Regions from separate parts of the Sus scrofa genome. Here regions 2 and 3 are each linked to region 1. Evidence: chromatin contacts called from public Hi-C data. All regions are on one chromosome and are shown on one strand. The core of a region is the stretch at or near the end of the contact, and the rest is flanking DNA. Distances in the headings are between cores, read along the strand shown.

Region 1 (4,043 bases), core at 237-2,736:
GCACACCTTGTTACCTTATTTCGGTAAGAACTAGTATGTGAATCGATCACCCTAACACGCATTATTTTTCAAGCCACGAATGTTAGAAATACAATCCTGATTGTTAATGCTACTGTTTGAGGGGAGGTGGGGAAAGATTAGCCAGCCTCTGAATCACCCACATGTAGTACATTCCATGGTGTAACTGGAAGATCTTATGTTCGTTTTCCCAACCAGAGATAACTTCAAGCATCATCATTTGTGTAACACCTAGTTTATAAATTATCTTACATACTTTACTAGGCTATTAAAAAATTCTGTTTCAGATTAAAAACCCTCTCAAAATAAAATCTAAATATCTTTCTTCCTGGGCACATCTTTCACAGGAAGAGTGGAGCTTTCTTTTCTCCCTTTATTGAAAGATTATATGGCTCTCAGGAAAAGAAAGCCACTGATGTTAGGTGGCTAAGGGCAAAGATTTAGGTTGAAGAAAAACTTGGGAAGATCTGCCTACTTGGGAAATGAAGAGAGTTTTATTTCTTAGAGGATTTATGGATTTACGTTTCCTCCAAAAGACAAATGACCCAGGAACACTTTTTTTTTCTCCCCAGCACTAACTCTAATCAATTACCTTTGTTACTAAAGAAATAAATAAACTCGAAAGAGTTAACAGAGTTAAAATGCACCGGATTCTAGTGTTTGGGGTTATCTGAAACTTTTTGTTGGGGGCGGGTAGGGGGCGTCCATTCTAGAGCTGAGCTTTAGCGGATCCCCTGTTATGGAGTTATTTTTCCTTTTGCCAGGAGTCTTGATCCACATGAGACAACTCACACAGGCTTAGAAGAATCACAGCATGTCAGGGCTGGAGGGCCCTTGAAAACGTCCCAGGCTAATGCCCCGCTTTACAGTTGGGACTTGGAAGGGCAGAGAGTGGGAACGAACGACTCTACTCTCCTGGAATTACCCAGCGGGGGCTGCCCAGGGTTCTGGGGTCGAATCCAACCCGGGGCTCACACAGCCCTTCTCTGCTCCCGACCCTCTCAGTCTTTGGCGACAGAACCCCTTTCTGCTCCGTCTGCACTCCAGCGCCCCCCCTCCATCAAACCAGGGGTGCGGACGTGTGAAACATTTCCACACTGGACCGGCTCGCGTTCAGGCTACTCCGCGTCGGGCTCGGCGAGCGCGGCGGGGCGACGCCGGCCGGGGCGGCCCGGCTCCGGCGGGGCGGCCCCGGCCGCGGCGCGCCAGGCTCTCGGGGGTCAAGTCCAGGTTGCGGCGCAGGAAGGCGGCGGGGGAGGGGCGGCCCGGCCGCGCCCCCACCTCCTCTCCCCTGCGCCGTGAGCGGAATGTTGGGACCGTTCCACCGGCGTGGTATGTCTGCATAAACATCATTAGCCTCCCGAGGCGGCACGTTGTGCATTTTCAATTTCGCCCTACGAACTGCGGCCTCCCAGAGTTGGAGAAGAGGCTGGAGACCTCGCCTCTCCGCTTTTCTGTTGCATCCCCGGCGCCCGCTTCCGGGACACCAAAGAGAGGGGAGCGCCCAAGCGTGAGGTCCCGGCTGGATTCTTAACGCACCTCATTTGTGATATTATCGTTGGCTCCGGAGGAAATCTTTTCTACTCACCTGAAACTGACAAAACGTAGCTTCAAATTAGGGTTTACTTTTTAATCTCCTGAGGGGCGAGCAGGGAGCAGAATCATCTGGCCCCTCTGTCTTTGGCAGCACAAGCCCTGGCAAGTGGCAAAGGCTGGACCTCAGTCCCAGGCCGCCCGGAGGTCGGCGCGCTCCGCCCTACTCCTTTACTGGCCTCCACGTGTCCACCCTCACCTGTGTCCCTGCCATCGTCCCTCAGGCCAGCCCACTCCCTCCTCCTCCCTGCCTCGCTGATTTCTCAGAGCACAGGCCGAATTCAGAACCTCCTTTCAAATCCACTACCTAAAAAATATCTACCTCAGCATCCTTAAATCCTCTGCTTTTCCCTCTTTGATGGGAAGCGCATCATCCTGCCGCTTAGGGTAAGAAACCTCAGAGCGGAGGAGACTTCCTTCGGGGTTCGTATTTTAAGGCAGATCATACATGATGGAGATGATAAAATCCCCATGGCAGTTTTGACTTTAAACATGAGGCGAGTTAACAAGGAAAGCAGCAATAAATTCAGCCCAGGGCATGACCCAGCACTAAATTGTCTCTTACAGTGTCCAGATTTCTAGCTAAGTTGTCAACCTGACATCCCCTTTCCCTGCTCAGCCTCTTCAATTCTCCTTTCAGGTTGTGCTGTTGTTTTGTTGGTTCGCTTTTGTGTCACTGCCAAGTTATCTCTGCCGTCATTTTCCCCACCTCCACCTCATTTTCGGACTCTGTTTTCCAAGTTCCTTAAGCATGACCAGGGTAATACACCCACAGCCTCCCTACTCAATCTCTCAAGTTGCTTCCCTGGTAGACGTTTTGAAACAAGCTCATGTCAGAACGTTTTGTTCAGTCTCTCCACATATAAGCGGGTGAAAGATGGAAGGACTTGGTATTTGCTGGAAGTGAAAACACGGGAGCTGCTGGCACTGACACCAGAATGTTCTTCTTGTTCTTTGCACAAGGTGATCGTGTATCCTTCACATTCTGGGTAAAAACAGCCAATGAGAACAGGTTGCCCCCAACTGGAGCCCCACAGTACGGGGAGGGTTAACCCAGAAGCCCTTAATGTGCCTGAGTAAATAGTCTGGGGAAGGATTAGACCATGTTAAACTAATAGGCTGATAATACTGATAAAGTTTTCCCAAAGATTCTTTCCACTTTATGATTAACAGTTACTTTTCTTCAAAGACAATTGGGTAAATGGTGTTGGTTTTAGGGCTTGGATCCCTCCATTCAGATAGCTACACAACAAGCCTGCAGTACCCATGGTATTATCTTTCCTGCTCCTGTTAGAAGGAAACCACGATATCATGACACACACATCACGCAGTATTTTCCTCTTGATGTTCTACGAGTCAAAATCAGGGAGATCAAAAGCCGTCAGCACACTGAATAAGCTTCTTAGAATAAAGTGTCCACAAGGCAGACAACTCCAGCTGCCCACTGGACAGTGTAAGAAGGGACGGGCAAAGGAGGATTTTCCTCAGCACATGAAAATCGCTCAGAGCCCATCTCTACTGGTGGTGTCAATTGTCCTCTGCTTCTTGCTCAGCCATGATAATAAATAACAATAATAATCATATTAAAACTGCTAATTCTTACTGGACATGTATGATAGGCCAGGCCCTATGCTGAAGGCCTGCTTACATGATCTCATTTAATCCTCACAACACGTCAGTGAGCTGGGTCCCTGTTATCCCCAATTTTATAGATGAAGAAATGAAGTCAGAAAGCGGTTATGTCCCTTGCCCAGGGCCACACAGCAAAGAAACAGAAATGAATTTAGAGCAGCACTTTGAACTCCTACACTCTCCTGCCTCTCGTATGTCTTCATACGGAAAAGTCAGTGGCAAAACCAATCAAGACATTTCATAAGATCTATTAAATAATTTGGAGAAAAGCTACTAGGAAGGGGATATTTGGTATGAACTCGGCACCCCAGCCTCAAAATGGCCCCTCATTTAGATAGGTTACATCACCTCCAATTTGAGGAAGGGACAAAGAAACTCAAAGAAGGGGAGTAATTTTGTTAAGGTCTGGGCTTTTCCTCTGCACACCAGCTTATGCCCATGTGTGGGTACATACGTGCGTGTGTGTAGGAAGGAGGGAAACAGACAAGTCCACTTAGGATGAGTAGCAAGAAATGAAGTCTTTTGTTTACTTTTTAAATATTTATTTATTTATTTATTTAGTCTTTTTGCCTTTTCTAGGGCCGCTCCCGCGGCATATGGAGGTTCCCAGGCTAGGGGTCGAATTGGAGCTGTAGCCCCCAGCCTACGTCACAGCCACAGCAATGCGGGATCCAAGCCGCATCTGCAACCTACACCACAGCTCATGACACCGGATCCTTAACCCACTGAGCGAGGCCAGGGATCTAACCCTCAACTTCATGGTTCCCAGTTGTTAACCACTGAGCCATGATGGGAACTCC
Region 2 (3,737 bases), core at 569-3,068, 170 kb before region 1:
TGTTGAAATAAACAGAGACGAAGTATATCTGACTAGCCCTTGCCTTTTATGGTTAGTGTTCCATTTAAGAAGTATTGCAGTATTGGAGGCCCTGTTTACCGAGTAAAATAAGGTTCTGGATGGACATCAGATTGGTTGCTAGTGGTGGGGGCCTGTAGGTTTAGTCCATTCTCACTGTTGATCAGATTTGGAAGTGCTTTAAGTGAGCAACAACGTAGGAGTTGAAAGTATGGAGCCATGAATTCTGACAGCAGAGTTGCAAATGGCAGAGGAGAGGAGATTTGAATTCGTTGTGTAGGGTTTTTGCCGGGGGGAAAAGTGGAATAGAGGCCCCCAGGAAGAGAGCTGGCTATCTTGAGGGACACAGTTTTAGGAATTCAGTGTGGCTGAGTGGAGGGTAGAAAAAGCCAAAGGCAGGCGATGAGATGGATAAATTAGGTGAAAGGCCAATATTTAAGTATTTCAAGTCAATATTAGGTCAGCCTTAAGTGGGGGCCACACTATGTTCATTTCTAAATGACGGACTTTCTCTAACACCCCATGCAGTGATGAATGTGTTCGTCTCTGTGCTGCAGTCCAACAATGAATAAGTTCTTAACCAGGAGTATGTTGATAATTGTATAAACACACACAGGCATGCTCCTGGTTCTACCTTTTACAAGCAGGGTTTCCTCTCACAACTGGTACGGAAAACCACTTCCTTGGAGCTAGTGGCCTCAGGACTTCGAAAGTTTAGCTCCTAGTGTCTGCCTGGTGACCCTTCGGAGAATGGAATGGCGTGTTGGTGATAGGAATTCGTTTTCCTGGCCTTTGTTGTTGGTGACAGACAACATCCGTGAGGAGAACAGGCAGCCTTGGACTCCTGTTCATCTCAGATACCTCTCTGGCTGGCTCTCTGCCTTGGGTGGGGTCTTACCCACTTTGGGGGGTCCTTTTCTGGGTATGAAGTAGATATTTTCATTGCTGCTGCTTTGATCCTTCTGGGATGCTGTGGGTCTAGAGAGACTACTGCAATCACTCCTTGGTAATCACAGTGACCTTGTCAGAAGAAATAGCTCTGAGTTGCGTGGTGTTAAATCTTGTACTAAAAGTGGTTTGAAAGAGTTAAGTGCCTGTAGCTGGGCACTGATTGAGGGACTGATGTTTGTTGTGATTTCTGGATGTCTTTATAGACATCTCTGAAGAAAGAAAGGTTAAGCACTTTGTAGGTTCATATTTAAAATTCTTTCTATAGATTTTATTTTATAGGTTAATATTCGCATCCTATGATGAAAATTGGAAAACATCGCTTGAGTCGCCTCTTTCTTTATGAGCAAGGTTATAGTCTACTGCTTTTTTTTCCTCCAAGAAATTGAATCAATTTGGATTTACTATGACATTATGATTGGTCACAAAATAATAGCTTCCTTCTATTAGTAACTCTTCCTTTAATAGTTAAATAGACGACAGGAACATTCACGAAGGATTTCTATCCAGTATGCATTGCTTTCACTTGGCAACTTGACTGAGAAGAAAAGATTCGGGGGTGGGGGGAGGGAGGAAAGGAGTCTGGGGTTACCAGGGACACACTACTGTATAGAAAATAGATCAACAAGGACCTCCTGGAGAACACAGGAAACTGTACTCAATATCATGTATATTGGAAAATAGATATTATGTATATGTATTGGAAAAGAATATATTTACAATGGAAAAGAATCTGGAAAAGATACATATATGTGTGTATGTATAACCGGATCACTTTGCTGTACACCTGAAATGAACACAAGCTTATAAATCAACTCTCCTTCAATAAAAAAAAAGAAAAAAAAGGAGAGGTTCACCAGGCTGCCTGCCTCTTACCTCAGATATTCCACACACATCTTTAGGGTGCCCGAAAGCCAGACATTAATGGATTAGTCCTGCAATTAGTCATCATATGGTTGCTTTGGGGGAGTTTTCTTTTCTTTTTGTCCTTTTAGGGTCGTACCTGTGGCATATGGAGGTTCCCAGGCTAGGGGTCTCATCAGAGCTATAGCTGCTGGCCTATACCACAGCCACAGCAATGCAGGATCCAAGCCGCGTCTTCGACCTACACCACAGCTCATGGAAACTCCATATCCTTAACCCACTAAGCAAGGCCAGGGATCCAATCCTCCACCTCATAGTCCCTAGTCGGATTTGTTTCCGCCGCGCACACGATGGGAACTCTGGGGGAGTTTTCTTATTTATGAGATAGTGGACGAAGGCAGGCAGGGAACTAGCTTCTGTCAGGTGACTTTTATGTGCCAGGTGTTTCGTGTACCTTTTAAATTCCCGATTATCACTCTACAAATGAGGTGTTTTTATTTCCTTTTTCCATTTGGGGGAGTGAGACTCAGTAAGAATAGGCCCAAGGCTATGTACCAGATTTAGAGGCTGGATTTGGACCCAGGTCTGGCAGAGTCAGAGCCAATGTTTTTATTACTAAGGCACACTGGATTACTATATGATAGAATATGTGATGTTGAAGTCTTTAGAGAGAAGAAATAACATTTCCTCAAAGAAATCTAATTTTGGTTAGCTATTTCAGTATCAAATATAGCCATGAAAATAACATCTGAAAAGTGATTTGCTTATAACCAAACATGTAAGGAGCATTGTATATATGAATTTTCTTCTTAAACGTTATACTTACTGATATAATACTTTATAGTTCTAGGGCTTTGCTAGTTGGATAATAGAAAAGATAATAGGTAGTAAAGCTTACTGTTAATGTGAAGATAAAAAGTCTCCTTTAAAATGAGAGTTTTTGTGTGGCTTAGCAGGTTAAGGACCTGGCATTGTCACTGCAGTGGCTTGGGTTGTTGCTGTGACTGACGCAGGTTCGATCCCTGGCCTGGGAACTTTGGTGCAGCCAAAAAATGAAAAAAAAAAAAAAAAAATTCTCCCTTAAAATATGAAATACAGATTGTGGTACTAAAATCCTCCTGATGGTGTTATTTAAACCCATACACACTAAGTGCTAGTTAGTTGGAACTTTCAGAAATGTCCAACTTGCCTTTGATTTTTTTTTACAAAATCATTAAAAATGCATTTCTTAAGAGGAAAGTGTCCATTTTCTCCCCAGAGTTTATAGTCCAAGATATCTTTTACTAAATTAAAAAAGCAGAAAGGCATTAATCTCCCACGAGGGTCTGTGAGCGTTGCATTTAGGTATTATTATCGCCTCATTTATAAACCAGGATCCAGAATGACTCCAGAAGGTCACAAACCAAGTCCGCGTTGAAGCCCGGGCTGGAACCGACGTCTCCCACCGCTCCCAGGGAGTCAGCCAATCATCACAGTTATTAATATCCCACTTGCCACTTGCTGCAGGCCATGAACATAAATATTTTGTTGGCATTTTATCTTCATGCTCCTTACGTGCCAGGCTCCCTTTCTTCTTTCACAGCCCCTTCTAATAACTCACTCACGTTCCTTGTCTGACCACTTTGGCCTTCGCCACGAAAGTCACACGTCACCCTGGCAGGGAATGTTGAAGCGTGTAGAGTTTGCATACTTTCACTTTGCTCTGAAGGCCTTTTCTAGACTTCAGTCTTTTTTTCCTTGTGCGCGTGCATGTGTGTGTGTGTGTGCACGCGCGCGCGTGTGTATGTCATGGGGAATGGAGCGCGTGTGTATGTCATGGGGAATGGTGAGTAGCTAGAAATACATTTGCTACATTAATATCCAATGACTGTATGTATACTGGGAAACAGTAAAACTGTATTGCTCTG
Region 3 (3,720 bases), core at 1,055-3,554, 190 kb after region 1:
CATCAGGTATGAATGGATGGTGGCACCAAGTCAATGAGAGAGCCAAGGAGAGGCACATTAGGGATGATAATAATCAATTTGGCTTTTGGTGGGTTGAGTTAACATATGTTTAGAAAACTTCAGTGATCTTTATTAGGCAAATGGATATACAGCCCTGAAGATGTGTGTTTAACTTTTGGAGTTGGGAGTCATTCACACATAGATAATAAACGAAGCTGTAGCTGTACTGGGGGTAAGGGGAGGTTGTCTAGTAAGGAGAGACAGAAGGGCACATGTGTGTTTGAATACCCTGTTCATTCTTGGCAGCTTAGTGTAAATTCATTTAACAACCTTTCCCTAAGGGCAAGTTCTGGAGGCAGGCACTGGGATGACAGAGGGGTAACTGACAAAGGGAAAAAGAGAAATCATCTTCAGAGTGGCCTTCATTACTGAGCACTTTCTACATACCAGGCCCTGTGCTGAGAACTTTATACATATTGCTCTTTTTAATTTAATTCTTACGAAAATCCTACATTATGCAGATATTATTATCCCCATTTTACAACAAGAGCAAAACTTGGAGAGGTTAAGTAACTATGTATGCTGTTGGATAAGGTAGCAGATAGCTGCATCGGCTGTTACGAATTTGAAATGGGAGTTCCAGTCATGGCACAGCGGAAATTAACCCGACTAGGAATTGTGAGATTGTGGGTTTGATCCCTGGCCTCGCTCAGTGGGTTAAGTATCCGGCGTTGCCCTGAGCTGTGGTGTAGGTCGCAGATGAGGCTCAGATCTGATGTTGTTGTGGCTGTGGCTAGGCCGGCAGCTGTAGCTCTGATTGGACCCCTAGCCTGGGAATCTGCATATGCCGCTGGGTGCAGCCCTAAAAAAAGAAGAAAAAAAAAAAAAAGAATTTGAAATGTGTGATTGGGGGAGTTTTAAATTTCATTGAAATTCAATTTTATTATATAAATTTTATAAATTCAGTATTAGTTTCAATTTAAAAACTAATACTGAATTCAGTTATTGGGAAACGTTTAAGTATGTTTGGAACAACTTGGGTTTGTGAATCAACTTCTCCAACTGCAAGTTTTATGAACTCTAAATACAAATCAAGTACTTCCAATGGAAAACTAACATCTAAATTGAGGAGTGCTGTTAGAGTAAAAATACTGGATTTCAAAGACTTACCATAACAAAAAGAATACAAAATACCTCATTCATCGTTTTTTATATTGATTCAAAGCATATTTTGGATCTATGGGGTTAAATACTATTATTTAAATTAATTTCACCTGTTTTATCTTTTTACTTTTTCTTTCGTTGGCTATTGGAAAACTAAATCCTCCAAGTGTTTCTCGCATAAAATTTCCCCTAAAACTGTCATGGGCATTTGCCTGGGAAGCAGCGTCCCAAGGACTTGGTATTTTAAAGAGCTGGGCTCCGACAGGGGTGATCGCACGCGTGCAGTCCCGCCTCAGTTGGACCGAATCTCACCCGGTGCCTACGACCAGCTGGCTTTCCTGTTTGCCTTTTTGAACTCTGTTTTCTCTGAGTCTTGAAGAGCCAGGGGCCGTGATGTCACTGTATAAACAGAGGGAAGGGTGGGGGCTAAAGCTGTGCTGGAGAGAACAGGCCAAGGAGGAGGGTGGGGGTGGGGAGGGGAGGCTTTCAAAGGTGGCTGGGTCTGGAGTGCGTGGGAGCAGCGGGAGACTGCAGAGTCGATAAGGAAACATAATGGGACTGCTAGTCACTAAACTGGGGCGGGAACGGGGACGTGGCTGCAAGAGGGGGTTTGGAAAAATATGGGACGCCTAGAGCTAATTCCCCTGATTAAAAATGCATTAGTTTGGAGGTGTCAGGGACACGCAGCTGTTTTCAAGGAAAGCCTGGCTCCAAAAGGTCCTCCTCGGCCGGGCCGCCTGGCGGCTCCATCTCGGGCTGGATGTCAGCGAGCCCCCGGCCCGCCGCCGCTTGTCCTCTCCCTGACAGGGCCCTGGCCAATGTCCTGCTGCTGAGGGTCGTGGTAATTTACATCCTCTCTGTGTACATTAACTTATCTGCAGCCGCGCTGGCTGCGCTCCTTCAGTCAGCCTGTCTCCTGTGCAGCCTGGGAGACTTCCCCCACGCCGGCCGGGGGCTGCAGGGGGAGCGGGGCGCCGAGTTCCTGCGCCCTCCGAGCAACAACAACAAACGCCTGGAGCAGGAGCCCCGCCGCCTGGTCCCGACCCGGGATTCGGAGCGCCGCGCGGGGCCTGGCGTGGGAGGCCGCGAGGGGCCAGCGCGGGCAGGGCAGAGGCCGGCGGCCCGTGGCTGGACGTGAAACACTTAGTGGCTAATTCATGACTCATGACTCATGTGCAGGCTCCTCTTCAGTGACAGCCGGGACAGTTACGGGTTATTTGTAGCCCCCCGGCTTTCATTTCGATGTAATTAGGCAGTCATTGGAGGGTCATTTCATACCAGTTATAGGTTTCCCTGTTTTAATAATGTTTTCAGTTTCAGGGGGGCAACAGGGAGTGGAAGGGGAGGTTGGGAAGGAGGCGTGGAGGGCAAGGGGGTAATCGTCTCTAAGAACGTGTGCACTTTTCATAACTCTTCCCTTGACAGGCCTAGTGTGCAGTTTGCTCAGATGCCGCCTCCGAAGCTCTGTCTCCCTGTTCCTGCTCGCAGGCCAGATCCTCTTCCAGGACATGAACGTCTGCCCTGAGAAGAGGTCTGGCCGGGTTTGAGTCAGATGTTGGATTTTCTTCTTTCCCCTCTGGCACCACACTAATCATTCTCTTTAATCACTGTAGCTTTTTAATGAGTCCAAGTAGGTATTTATGGAGCCGTCTACTTTCTAAACGTTAATGCTTGATAAGTCATTTATAACTTATCGGTGGGCTTTGCATGGGCCAAACCCAGAAGAAAGGAAGTGAGGGTAAAATAGAGTCTGGAGTTTGCTAGGAAAAACAGCGTATCTTCAGGTCCTAGATGGTACAAAGCCCTTGTGGAAACTGTTCAATCCATCAGGCATAAAGAATAAGGAACAAGTCTGTTCCAATTTGGTGAAAATTCCCTGGCTGTCATTACTGATTTTCTTCATCCCAACACTTTCTCCTTTGGCTGGTTCATGTATCTTTGGATATCATTTGAAGCTTCCATTCTAAGGCCAATTCTACAAAGTTCTGTAGAAAATCCTGGAACCATTACATTCAGAGGGTGCACAGATGCAAAATGAAAGGACTAAGAAGAAATAAAGGACAGAAACCAGATTTCCTGTCATTGCAAAAGTAGGTGCCACATGTTCCAAATTTCAGTGGATGTTAAAGTTAAAGCAGGAATATGTGCAGCAGCAGGAATGCAGTTGCCTTCAAAGAGACTAGGAGAGAAAACCCTTCTTAGGAAGGGTGGGAGAAGGAGTGGTGAGGAAGAAGGCAAGACAGGACCCCACACACTATTAAAAAAAAAAAAAGCAGCAATCCATCAACAACTTAGTATTTAATATGCATTAGGAGATTTTTAAAAAGTTTTCAGCCATAAAAAAGGGCCAAGAATTCATATATGCAATAACATGGATGAAACTTGAAAACATTAGGCTAAGTGATAGAAGCCAGTTACAAAAAAACCAACATATTGTATGATTCCATTTGTATAAAGTATCCAGAATAAGAAAATCTATAGAGACAGGAAGATTGGTTGCCGTGAAGGAAGGTGGGGTGGAGAGGGAGGAATAACAATTTAGGGGTATAATTTCTC

What was found. Hi-C and Micro-C count contacts between places; a contact is called where the count stands out from the background.
Region 2: a contact with region 1 is called in a Hi-C map of omental adipose tissue, with 1.7 times the contacts expected there. The contact joins two enhancer-like sites. A contact is called at or near these places in 2 of 47 Hi-C or Micro-C datasets (fetal heart ventricle and omental adipose tissue).
Region 3: a contact with region 1 is called in a Hi-C map of fetal heart ventricle, with 3 times the contacts expected there. The contact joins two enhancer-like sites. A contact is called at or near these places in 2 of 47 Hi-C or Micro-C datasets (fetal heart ventricle and heart right ventricle) and 1 of 2 datasets of contacts at active chromatin or transcription factors (skeletal muscle).

Annotation. Positions count from the first base shown.
Region 1 is chr6:107,465,370-107,469,412 of Sscrofa11.1, forward strand. No RefSeq gene overlaps it. Among named protein-coding and RNA genes, the nearest start is that of GATA6, 180 kb to the left of the region's middle. Within about 2 kb of position 1,487, at least 17 of the 83 cell types and tissues checked have an H3K27ac peak or open chromatin away from gene starts, as enhancers often do. A contact at or near this core is called in omental adipose tissue and skeletal muscle, where this site is marked.
Region 2 is chr6:107,299,388-107,303,124 of Sscrofa11.1, forward strand. The region is part of intron 5 of GATA6 (GATA binding protein 6); the gene reads left to right. Among named protein-coding and RNA genes, the nearest start is that of GATA6, 17 kb to the left of the region's middle. Within about 2 kb of position 1,819, at least 18 of the 83 cell types and tissues checked have an H3K27ac peak or open chromatin away from gene starts, as enhancers often do. A contact at or near this core is called in omental adipose tissue, where this site is marked.
Region 3 is chr6:107,655,152-107,658,871 of Sscrofa11.1, forward strand. All of the region lies in intron 3 of LOC106510680 (a long non-coding RNA gene), which reads right to left. Among named protein-coding and RNA genes, the nearest start is that of RBBP8, 270 kb to the right of the region's middle. Within about 2 kb of position 2,305, at least 35 of the 83 cell types and tissues checked have an H3K27ac peak or open chromatin away from gene starts, as enhancers often do. A contact at or near this core is called in skeletal muscle, where this site is marked.